Regions from separate parts of the Sus scrofa genome. Here region 2 is linked to region 1. A link is a contact called in public Hi-C data. All regions are on one chromosome and are shown on one strand. Each heading gives the region's core, a stretch centred on a gene start, on an enhancer-like site or on the middle of the called end of the contact. The rest is flanking DNA. Distances are from core to core; before and after follow the strand shown.

Region 1 (5,952 bases), core at 974-3,473:
CTTCCTCCACCTTCACTATGAGAAGGTCCTCCTGCTCCTGTGACGTCTCAGCTGGAAGGTCTAAGTCTATAACTTCCCCAGATTCTGTCATTATCATTCCAACTCAGAGGCAGAGCTCTCCAGGTAAGCCGGGGGGCACGGATCAACTTTGTTCTCTGCTCCTTGAGATCTTCTGAAGGACACGTTCATTAGCTTGCAACCTACTGGTACATTGGGAACCATTATTAGCAAAGAGAGGACACAAATGACCACTCAGCAACTCAACAACTAATGATATACGGAAACGACACTTAAAAATGTGGACTACAGGAGTTCCGTCATGGCTCAGCAGTTAACGAACCTGACTAGCATCCGTGAGGATGCGCTCGCTCAACGGGTTAAGGATCTGGCATTGCCATGAGCTGTGGTGTAGGTGGCAGAGGAGGCTTGGAGCCCACATTGCTGTGGTTGTGGTGTAGGCCGACAGCTGCAGCTCTGATTTGACCCATAGCCTGGGAACCTGCATATGCTGAGGGTGTGACCCTAAAAAGACAAAAAAAAAAAAAAAATGTGGGCTATAGGGAGTTCCCCTTGTGATTCAACAGGAACAAACCCAACTAGTATCCATAAGGATGCAGGTTCAATCCCTGGCCTTGGCCGGGGGTTAAGGATCTGGTGTTGCCCTGAGCTGACGTGTAGGTCCAAGATGCTCAGATTCTGCGTGGTTGTGGTGTAGGCCGACAGCTGCAGCCCCGATTGGACCCATAGCCTGGGAACCTCCATATGCTGAGGGTGTGGACCTAAAAAAAAAAAAAAAAAGTGTACTACAAAACAGCCATCCCTCCACCCACAAAATAATGACCAACACTGAAAAAGTGTAAAGGAGGTAGTTCTCTTCTGGCTCAGAGGATTAAGGACCTGGTGTCACTACAGAGGCTGGGGCAGCTGTGGTGGCTGGAGTTCTATCCCCGGCTCATTAATTTCCACATGGCCCAGGTGCGGACAAAATAAATTAAGAAAAAGGGTAAAGGACAGCAATAAAAATTTGACATCGAGCCTAATCAAATACAATTTTAGTGCTTAAGAGCATTAAATCTCATATAAAAAAAACAGGACAAAACTTACTAACTAGTCCAGACGCAGCCGCTCCTTCTCTACCACAAGCCAACTTAAGTCAGAACAGAGGTCAAAAACAGTACAACGGTCAAAACTGGCCCTGTCCTTCTCAAGCCACAAGAGCTTGACAGGCCAACGGGAGACTTCATGGGTCCCGAAGAGAACCAGGGTTTTAAGTACCGATTTTGCACCTGGATTCCTCACAATCGCCCCTGACCCCGAGCCACGGAAACCGGCCCGGTCAAGGTTAGGGACAGGACCATGGTCTGGACACAGAGGCCTGTCCTCAAGGCCCCAGTCCCGGGGAGCTCTGCTGGAAGACCAGGCTCCTGCGGCCAAGGCTGGGAAGACGGGTTTCTTCTCACAAACGAAGAGAAAGCCGAACCCGACACTTCCCAACACTTCCTCGCCGGAAGTAAGCAAGTCCAAGCTGTCCCTGACCAACGGTGTAGAGCCATAAACCCCACCCCCGAGAGTACTTCCGAGTCCTCTCTAGGAATCCCGGAGGCCCTCTCCTCGCAGCGGGCGGGAAGTGCTCGCCCCAGGCTCCGCCCTAACCCCGCCCCCGAGGGGCTGTGGCCAATCAGCGGGGAGATAGGGCGCCGGCCCAGGATGCCCGTCCAACCTCCAGAAACACAGCCGTTCCCCGCCCACCGATCCGCAGGTCCAGCGTTGCTAGGGCCGGAGAGAAAACCGACCCGCCTTCGTCCTCACTCAACCCCAAACCATTTAAACGGCCCGAGCCCGCCCCTTTATTGGATTGGGGGCAGAGGACGGGGCCTTAGATGTCCCGAGGGCTTGCTAAGGCAACAGTTGCCACTGTCTGGTTGGCCGTGGGACTTGCGCTCCTTCAGCCCCACGCTCTGAGCCCCAGTTCCAAGTAGGTCTGTAGCTCTCGGCGAGCCCGCACCCTTACTTCTCTTTAATGGACCGTTTGGTTTCTTCATCTGAAACCTCGCCACTCCCCGCACCCTGCCTCCAGACACACCCACCTCTTTACCACAGCCGTCAGCTCAGGTGCTGAAACCTCCGACGTCAGACCCGCGAGCCCCTGGAGCCAGCGGCCCCAGGGACTACACTCCCAGAAAGCGCCGCGCGGGCCACGTCCTTCAGCCAATAGGGCCACGGCTCTCTTCGCAGCCTCGGTCTCGCGAGCCTATCAAAATGTGAGATTGGGAGGCGTTTCTTCCGCGCCTGCATTGGAAGGCTGAGTGCGTCGGCATAGGGTCTACTACGGGCTGCGGAGGGTGGGGGCGGAAGTACCGCATCCTTTCAAAGAAGAGCCGTCTATTCAGGGCTTCTCTGGGATCCAAGGGGGTCCCATCTTTAATAAGCCCTCGTTTTGTTATCCGTTTACAAAGCTGTTCGACAGGCAGAACGAGAGTCACCGTATTACGAGTCTCGAAGATGAATGAGGCCAACCGACACTGAATCAGAAGGCATACATCCTTGGATACTCCAGGACAGTTTTGTTTGTTTTAATGTCTATTGTGAATTTTCACTCAAATCAGGAATGGGGTTTTGAGAACGCCTTGCTAGCGCCATGGTCCAGCTTATGGGAATGAAGAACTGCAGAAAGTCACCTATCTCCGCTGGAGACGCTTAAATTGACACTGCGGTATGTTTGGTCAATGTAGTATTTGTATGCTTTCACTTTTGACATTTAAAATTGTTAAAAGTTCAGACAAAACAAACACCAGAAGTAAAAGCAATACATCAATGAAGTAATAATTAGTAAAAGTTTATTGTGCACACGTCAAAAAGCTTACAAACCGGTAGCATTCAAACATGGAAAGAAACTTTATGTTATAAAGCATCTTCTATCGTGTGGAGACGGTGACTGTTTATTCTTCACAGTGATTGGTTACAGTATTAAGAATTTTTTTTAGAGGGAATTGGTTAGTAGTTACTTCATATCGAGTTGGGGGAACAATGTAAGTCTTGCTGAGGATTTTCAGAGGCATAAGCAAGAAATACCCAGGTCAGTTAGCCTGGCTTGTCTTGCAAAATGAGCTAAATGAAACTTTGCTCTTATGACTAAACTGGTTTTGTCTGCTCAAGAAATTTTCAAGTCTGGTCTACCTTTGTTTTTTATTTTAACAGAACATTGCATAGTGTCACTTTTAAAAAGTGGATCTTTGATCCATTAATAAGTATCTTGGTGTACGAGAGGAAGTATAAATCTAACTTTCTCTTTTCCTGAATCATTAGTCGGTTGTCTCAACATTTACAAGAAATTCTATCTTTATTCCTCATTGATTTGTGATGCTGCCTTTATCACAAGTTAATTTTGCATGTGTTTTGAGATTTGTTTCTAAATTTTCTATACTGTTCCATTCGTCTGTTTGTCTACACGTGGGATAATATCATGTTGTGTTCATTTACTGAGGTTAATCATTGGTTTTAATATCTCTAAGAGTGAGTGCCCCCCAATTTTGTTTCCTTTTCAGAGTATCCTAGTTCCTTTGATATTCTCCAATTAAGATTCAGTTTTTCTGGTTCGGGAAGAATTCTGTATTAAAATCATTCGTGATTTATACTGACTTAGAGAGAACTGACATCTGTACAAAGGTGATTTTCCTATCCGGGAAAATGGTATGTCTTTCCCTTGTGGAAAAAGCCCTACTTTTGGATCCTTAAAGTTTTCTTCATATAGGAATTGATAAAAGAAGATGCGATGTGTGTAAATATGAATGAATGATAATGGAATATTACTCAGCTATAAAAAGAATGATATCTTGCCATTTGTGACAACATGGATGGATCTAGAGGGCATTATGCTAAGTGAAATGTCAGACAGAGGAAGACAAATACCATACAATTTCACTTATATGTGGAATCTAAAAGCAGGAAGGTTCCCTGGTGGCACAGTGGGTTAAGGACCCCGGCATTGCCATAATCATGGCACAGGTCGCAACTGCAATGCAGGTTCGATCCTGGCCCAGGAACTTCTACATGCTGCAGGCGCAGCCAACCCACATACCTCCCCCCAAAACAAATAAACATAACAAAACAGAAACAGACTCATACATACAGAGAACAAATAAGTGGTTGCCAGAGGGGAGGGGAGTGAGGGAATGAAAAGTTTAAAAAATTGTAACCCATGTGAGGCAATGAATCCTATTTAACTTGATTGTGATCTTATCACAGTGTAGATTTATATGAAATGCATTGTACACCTTAAATATATACATATTTGTCAAGTATACCTCCAAGATGAAAAAAAATTTTAATAAAGTTTTCTTCCTATAGGTGTGTTACCTATCGTGTGTTTATTCCCAAGTATTCTGTTATATTGCAAATCGAGTTGGTCTGGGTTTTTTTTGTTTTTGTTTTTGTTTTGTCTTTTTGCTATTTCTTTGGGCTGCTCCCGCAGCATATGGAGGTTCCCAGGCTAGGGGTCCAATCGGAGCTGTAGCCACCGGCCTACGCCAGAGCCACAGCAACGCAGGATCCGAGCCGCGTCTGCAACCTACACCACAGCTCACGGCAACGCCGGATCGTTAACCCACTGAGCAAGGGCAGGGATCGAACCCGCAACCTCATGGTTCCTAGTCAGATTCGTTAACCACTGTGCCACGACGGGAACTCCCTTTCTTTTTTTTTTTTTTTTTGGTCTGGTTTTTAAAGAGTATTATCTGGTAGCTTGTGTTGTATAACAAATGATCCCCAATCTTTAGTGACCTAAAAAAGAAACCATTTATTTATCGAGGGGCTCTGTGGGCTGGCAGTTTGGCCTGGGCTCATGCGGATGGCTCTTTGCCTCTTCTGCCTCTGGTCCCTGCCAGTGAGGTAGGCAGTTGGTCATCAGCAGCTCCAGGGACTACATCTCCCAAGAAGCCTCGCGCCAATCATGCTCTCTAGCCAACGGGGACTTTGTGGCCATTTTTGCATTATACCACAATGAAACATACCATCTGAAAAGGAGAGAAAAGGGTGATGGTCAAGGCAGTGCTGGGAATGGACTTTTCACATAACCATCAGCCCACATGCACAGTAAAAGGGTCGGCAAAGTGCTGCTCTAGGCACTTTGTATTTTCTCCTTATCTTAAACCCGACCCTAAGAGAGCTGAATACTTGAACTGCATTCTTTTCTTCCTTAGCCGAATCAGGCTGTTTGAATTTTGATAGTTGTGAACTCTGTTTTCCAGTATGCAAGAGTTTACAGTAGGCAGTTTTTTTGTAATCCCATCTTTTCCCTGATTCCATCTTGTTTATCCCTGCCCTATTTTTGTTTTCTCACTTAATTTTTTTTTTAAGGATGAAGCAGCTAGCATTCTTCAATGCATTTCTGTGAACAAAGCACCATAAAAAGCATTGGGAACACAGAAATGTATCATTCAGTGATATCAGTGGGAGCAGATAAAAGCACTTAATATTCTGCAGATGAAGGCAAAAGTTACAGGAGAAAGGGAAATAAGAGCTAAGCGAATCACTATATCATGATCAGAGTCCATAGTCATACAACCCAGAAACAGGAATTGATGGAGCCGGACTGCTAATCAGATGGTAAGTTGAGAGAACATGCATCTCCTCTCACCGGGAGGAGATAAAAAAATGCTTGTGCTACCCTCATAGTACTTAATAGTCTCTTCTGTATTCTGTAATTACTTATATAGGTGGATATTTACTGGAGCTAGATTTGCCTGTACTGTAAACGGTTCTCTTAATTGTGAATTTGCATTCTGCCCTAATTCCCTTGCCATCCTTGGCCACCTGATCCTAGTCAAAGTGCAGTGCCAGGAAAAGAACTTTCAACTCCCTGCCAGATTGTGATAGTGTTCCCACAAAGATGAATAAGTACACTTTGTGCAAAGCTTCTGACCTCCAAGGACTTTCCAACCACATGGGGAGATC
Region 2 (6,601 bases), core at 3,693-6,192, 1.5 Mb before region 1:
TCTCACCCTAACCCAGTGGTTCCCAACTGGGGGGCGATTTTGCCCTTCAGAGATTTGGTTTCATAGTTCCATTTTTCGTGAGTCCTTATCACACAGACATTTGTTTATACTGTAATTATTCTGTAAAAGAAATATTTAAATAATACTGAATTACTATATTGCACATCCAAAACTAATATATTGTAACTCAACTATTCAATTTTTTTTTAAAGTGTGGGGAGAAAAGAAATATTTACACACAAAAATGATGTTATGTCTGGGATTTGCTTCAAAATAACCAGGAGGAGGATAAGCAGGGCTGTAGATGAAACAAAATTGGGACTTTATGGATAACTGATTGACTTAGCATTCTCTGCAGAAACAACTGTATATAAACTGAAATTTAATTAACTTTGTTTTCTATGAATATAAGGCTTTAAGTATGCAAAAAATTTCTCCTGGATTGGGTTATCCTTATAAGTAGTACTTCACAGTGGATCAAAACAGAAATGTATAACAAATCTCACCTATGATTAACAAACATAAAATGTTATTTTTGGAGTTCCCACTGTGGCAAAGTGTCATTAAGAAGCTGACTGCATGGAAGTCCCTGTTGTGGCTCAGCAGGTTATGAACCCAGCTACGATCCATGAGGATGCAGGTTCATCCCTGGCTCCGTACAGTGGGTTAAGGATGTGGAGTTGCCATGAGCTGTGGTGTAGGTGGCCGACTCGGCTTGGATCTGGCATTGCTGTGGCTGTGGTGTAGGCTGGCAGCTGTAGCTCCAATTCGACCTCTAGCCTGGGAACCTCCATATGCCACAGATGTGCCCTAAAAATCAGAGGAAAAAAAAAAAAAGAATCTGATTGCAGTGGTGTGGGTTGCTGCAGAGGTGTAGGTCTGATTGCCAGCCCAGCACAGTGGGTTAAGGATCCAGCATTGACTGCAGCGTGGGTCACAGCTGCAGCTTGGATCCAGTCCTTGGCCCAGGAACTTCCATAGGCTGCAGGTGTGACCATAAAAAAAAAAAAAAAAGAAAAAGAAAAAAGTTATTTTTTAGAATTTATCTCAGTGAGATAGGGGAGACTGCTTTGTTTTTCTCAATCGATGGGCATTACTTGTTACTGGAATGAAGTATTACATCTATTCCCACATGTTTTTTCTTAAATGTAAATGTTGAGAAATCTTTTTCTCTTGTTTTTTTAGGGCCACACATGCAGCATATGGAAATTCCCAGGCTAGGGGTCGAATTGGAGCTGCAGCTGCTGGGCTACACCGCATCCACAACACCACCAGATCCAAGCCTGGTCTGCGACCTACACCACAGCTGGATCCTTAACCCAGTGAGCAAGGCCAGGGAGCAAACCTGCGTCCTCATGGATACTAGTCAGATTCTCAGATTCGTTTCCGCTGAACCATGACGGGAACTCGAGAGATTTTGATTGGATAGTGAGGTGAAAGGAATACCGTTATAGCAATGTAAATTTCACCTGCCAAAATCACACTGTGATCTGTCACTGGAAATGGACTTGTCCTCCTCATTTTGGGGGAAGAGAAATAAGAAATCACTTGAATCACAAAGAATTTTTTTGTGTGTGTCTTTTTAGGGCCACACCCCACCCGCTGCATATGGAGGTCCCCAGGCTAGGGGTTGAATCAGAGCTTTAGCCACCAGCCTACACCACAGCCACAGCAACGCCAGATCTGAGCCACGTCTGCGACAGACACCACAGCTCAGGGCAATGCCGGATCCCCGACCCACTGAGCAAGGCCAGGGATTGAACTTGTGTCCTCACGGATACTAGTCAGGTTCATTACTGCTGAGCCACAAGGGGAAACCCCTGAGTCATAAAGGATTTATTCACCTGCTCAATACTGGCAGCAAGATTTCCAATGAGTGCTTTTGTTTGGTACCCCAGAAGTTCTGACACCCCAAACTGTAAGATTTGTGAGACGCCTATCTTCTCCAGGTGGGGAAGGCGACAGAGAAAGAGGGTGCGCTGGCCACAGGGACATTGCCCAGGAGAGCAGTTTTAAAGGTGAACAGATGTGGGACTGAATCTCCCAGAACTGGCTGTCTCCACACTCTTTGGGAAGATGTGTGTGTTCTCCCTCTTACAACACCCCAAACCTCAACCCTCCCTTGCCCTGGGCTCCTCACATCCTTGTTTGCAGGCTGCAGTCTGAAAGAAGACCCACCTAAGGCCACCTCCCTTCTGCTGATCTTTGATAAGGCTTACCATTTTAGAAATAAAATTAATATTTCTACTGCTTCATCCAGGATATTCTTTTTGTTTGTTTTTGGCTGTGTTTGTGGCACATGGAAGTTCCCCGGCTAGGGATCAAACCTACGCCACAACAGTGACCCAAGCCACTGCAGTGACAAGGCCGGATACTTAACCCGCTCAGCCACATGGGAATTCCAAGGACATTCTTGTATTTTTTTTTTTTTTAGGGCCACACCCACAGCATACAGAGGTTCCCAGGCTAGGGGTGTTAGTCAGAGTGGAAGCAAATCCAACTAGGAACCATGAGGTTGCAGGTTCAATCCCTGGCCTCCATCAGTGGGTCGAGGATCTGGTGTAGCTGTGAGCTGTGGTGTGGGCCAGCAGCTGAAGCTCTGATTCGACCCCTAGCCTGGGAACTTCTATATGCCTCAGATGTGGCCCTAAAACAAAACAAAAGAAACCCAAATCTGAAGCAAAAAGAAATAAAAATACAAAGTCTTCAGGAATCAAAAAAATCCTCCTATAAAGAAATTCTAGGAGTTCCTGTTGTGGCTCAGTGGTTAACGAATCCGACTAGGAACCATGAGGTTTCAGGTTTGATCCCTGGCCTTGCTCAGTGGGTTAAGGACCCGGCGTTGCCGTGAGCTGTGGTGTAGGCTGCAGACGCAGCTCGGATCTGACGTTGCTGTGGCTGTGGTGTACCAGCCTGGGAACCTCCATATGCTGCAGGTGTGGCCCTAAAAAGACAAAAAGCAAAACAAAACAAAAACAAAAGAAATTCTAGGCTCAAATAGCTTCAGAGATGAATTCTTGTGGAATTCTCTGGAAAAATAGATACAACTTTTTTCTAATCTAGTTGAAAAGCCACAGGTGCATGTCACTTTAGGACAAACTGACTCATCAGTTTTGCATCTGGGCATCCACTTCTTACTGGTCATTTCATTGATCCTGGCCATGGGACACGACAAAGGCAGGGCTAGTGGGGACCCCCAGGTTCCAGCTGGGTTAGGAGCCTTCTACTCAGAGCCAATGGAATCTGAGAGGCTGTGCCTACGAAGGCTTACTTTTTTTTTTTTTTTAAACTTTATTTTGTTCTTTCTTTCAGATAAAAGCTATATGGAAATTCAAATGTTTTCTTCCCCATGGTAGAGTGCTGTCTTGGGCAGCCCCTGGGTGACTCATGGCACGAGGAGGCCATGGACTCAGATGAATAATCATTAACGGCACAGCTTTTGAGAACTGGCTGGGAATTAACCAGGCAGCTGGGTTCTGGGGCAAACACTAATGGTAAACTGCAAACTGACTTCTCAGCCCCAGGGTATTAGAGCTGATTGCATTGATGGCCTGTTTTCTGAGGACTGTCATTAGGTGAACATTTACCAAACACACAAACCCACTCTGAGGAGCCTCACTCTGCTTCCACCCTTCCCTCCTCTCCTGCCACTGCCTCCTCCTTCATCTCTGTTCTTGTCCTGGAGGGACAAGTGGGATTATAAGGAATTGAGAAGAGAAAAAGGAAAAATGCCTTCCTGGGGGGGAGTGGAGTTTGCTGAGCGGCTTGGCCATTCCAAGCATTTGCTCAAATTCTCGCTGGGGTCCAGAAGGACTGGAAATGGGTCACACACCCACACCTCTTGGGCCACCCTCCAGTTTTGTTACCTGTTAATTGTTCTCTCATGCCTCAGGGCCTTTGCACTGGTTGCTGACTCTGCAGAGAACACTCCATCTTCCCGACTGGCCTGCATCGCTACTGGAAAGTCTTGTCACCTCCTGACAGGGCCCTGCTCTTTGTCACCTTTTCCCCAGCACATATTTCCTGTCCTTAGACTGAAGTCACTGGAGAGTAAGGCCTGTTGCACTGCAAAACTGAATGGATGCACTATAAATACTGGAAGCAGAAAAACTGCGATCAAATGCGAGGCAGGGCCATAAGGGGAATCAGATCACAAAACTTCCTTTTGTATATAATCTGAAGGATGTTTCTGACACTTCAAGGATTCCTCTTGTGAGGGCATAAAAGTGAGTGAACCAAGAAGCTTGCTTTTCATTTCCTCAAGCATCTCACCTATTTCATACTTTCTCCACATTGATGGGGCCTCACCTGTTTTCTTCGGATCCGGATGGATCTAGATGGATAACTTCCCCACATCTTTTCTGCTCCCAGCAGGTTTTGTCCTCACATGCATTCTCTGCTGCGCCAGAACGTTCTCTTCACATTTTGGTAATTTGGAGTTTAAGGATCTGGCATTGTCATTGCCGAGGCTTGGGTGCAGCGGACCCAGCAAAACATAGCAAAAAAAAAAAAAGATTTTGGTAATTTAAAGGAGGCATTTTACATGAAACAAACACAAAACCTGATTTGTTTGGAAACTTCAGATGAAGATACATTTTCTCCATTGAATCCTTCAAGCGTCCGTCTGTAGGCGACCTTAGGGCTTAAAACTCCACTTCGTGGAAGCGCAGCAGCGACCCTCTACCCCAGACACCGCGCCTTCTGCTCCCCCGCCTGCCGCGCTCGAGCATGCGCCGTGAGGACCAGGTGCGCGGCGCCCCGCCACGCCCGGCCAGCAGGGGGCGCTGCGGGCGGGGGCAGCAGGCGCGGAGCATGGCATCCGCGCTGGGGCCGGAGCCCAGTCAGCAAACCACAGAGAGACGCAGACCTCCCATTTTCCTAGAGAGAACAAGTGGACGTGGGGGACCCGGAGCGTTGTGTGTATGTGTGTGTGTAGCGGGGGGTGACTCGGACTGACCCGGAAGCGAAACGCAGGGAACTTCCGTTCTTTGTTCTGTCCCCGGTGTGTGGCTCTGTGACAGGGTCCAGCGGGGCCTGGTCGGTGTCCAGCCCCCCAAATCTCCCGTCCCTGCCCCCAGGGTGAGTCCGGCCGCCCCTGGGGCTCGCGGTGGGACGGAAGCAGAGGTCGCCGGGAAAGGGGTGGTGTCTGTGCCGCTGCGGCCCGCGGGGTCCCCAGGCCCGCCCGGAGCAGGGTGCGGGGAGGCGCCAGTCAGGACTCGCTTCCCCAGGGACCCCGCCCCCCAGCGCGCCCTGCATCGGGGAGGAAAGGAGCAGCTGTTGTGGTTCTGTGAGTTGCACAGCGCCCAGCTCGAGCCCTTAAAAAGTTCCAGTATGGCCGGAGAGGCGTCCCGCGCCTTCAGACAGCTCGTGACAGCGACCCTAACTTGGTAGTTCTCCGAGACGTTTTTATTTGATGTTAACAGTTCTCCGCGCCCGCGGCCGGAGGGAGGGTCTGTTTTTACTCCGGCTGGATCTGAAGATCAAAGAACGAGGAGTTCTACGAAGAGTGCGCAGTTAGAACTGCTCAGATTCCGGAATAATCTCCCAGGCGCACAGTCAGTCGAGTCTCTTTCGGGGAGTGGTACCACTGTGTCCCATTTTTCAGTTGTATTAGATCCCCTATTTGATTCGCTTTTCAAAGTGGGATCGAACACAGCCCGTTGTTTAAGTTCTGAAGGGTATGTGTAAACTCCAGGAGTGGATAAAGCACGATGATGAGCCTGCAATCTGTGGGATAATTATTGGCACTAAAGGTGCTTTTCTCGGAGAAGTGAAATTCGTGGGGTGCAGGCATCACTTGATTTCAAGTGTTTGGTGGAGAGTGGTATGGAAGGAGAAGATTCTATCACTAAAGCTTCGTAGGGCATGAGGCCTCTGAAGAGTTGAAGATCCAGGGGACAGATTTTTAGCTTGACATCTCAAGACCTCTCCAGTGGCGAACCTGTGCAGCAGTGGAACAGACTCCCCGCTGAAGTAGCCATGTGTGTCCAGCAAGTTAGCTGACAGAACGTTAGGAACTTCGGAAGATGTTTCTTGCACTGGGTGGGAGGTTGACCTAGAGAACCCTGACTTCTGTTTCAGCTCTAAAGCCACAACACAAATGCCAGTCGTGGTCTTTTTCTTTTTTTCTTTGACTGTACTCGCTGTATACAAAGGTTCCCAGGCCCGGGATCAAACCCCCTGCCACAGATGTAACCAGACCCACAGCAGTGACAACACCAGATCCTTAACCCACTGCACCATGAGGGAACTCTGACATAAACATTTAAAATTCCTTTTTCTTTTTTTCCCCTTAGTCATACAGCACTGGCATCAATTAAGTCACAGTTCCCAGGGACTTGAACAGAGGCTGCCAAGGTCCCAGTAATTGCCACTCTGGCCTTCCAGAGACTAATTCCAAAGAAGGAAGGAACAGATCCAGCAGGTAAAGCTTTCCATGATTTGTCACTGCCAGGTCACCTTTTCTAGTCCTCAGGAAGTCTCCCAGGAGTGGGGCTGGCAGTGGCACAGGGGAAGGGCCCTGCTTGGACTTGATGCTGTGGGGGCACAGTGGAGGTTTTTCTTTCTGGGAGAAACATTGTTTACTGATCCAGGCACTGGG

What was found. Hi-C and Micro-C count contacts between places; a contact is called where the count stands out from the background.
Region 2: a contact with region 1 is called in a Hi-C map of embryonic fibroblasts, with 2.1 times the contacts expected there. The contact joins the promoter of ZNF3 here to the promoter of ZKSCAN5 in region 1. A contact is called at or near these places in 1 of 5 promoter capture datasets (fetal liver) and 1 of 47 Hi-C or Micro-C datasets (embryonic fibroblasts).

Annotation. Positions count from the first base shown.
Region 1 is chr3:6,438,586-6,444,537 of Sscrofa11.1, reverse strand. ZKSCAN5 (zinc finger protein with KRAB and SCAN domains 5) reads right to left here and starts at 2,223. Exons shown (of 5, transcript XM_013995381.2): 1 at 2,088-2,223; 2 at 1-200. The coding sequence starts at 97. It overlaps LOC106509641 (a long non-coding RNA gene), which reads right to left. Exons shown (of 2, transcript XR_001307332.2): 2 at 4,670-5,012.
Region 2 is chr3:7,981,034-7,987,634 of Sscrofa11.1, reverse strand. It overlaps ZNF3 (zinc finger protein 3), which reads left to right and starts at 4,942. Exons shown (of 6, transcript XM_021086192.1): 1 at 4,942-5,079; 2 at 6,297-6,424. LOC110259870 (a long non-coding RNA gene) reads right to left here and starts at 4,794. Exons shown (of 4, transcript XR_002342273.1): 1 at 4,309-4,794.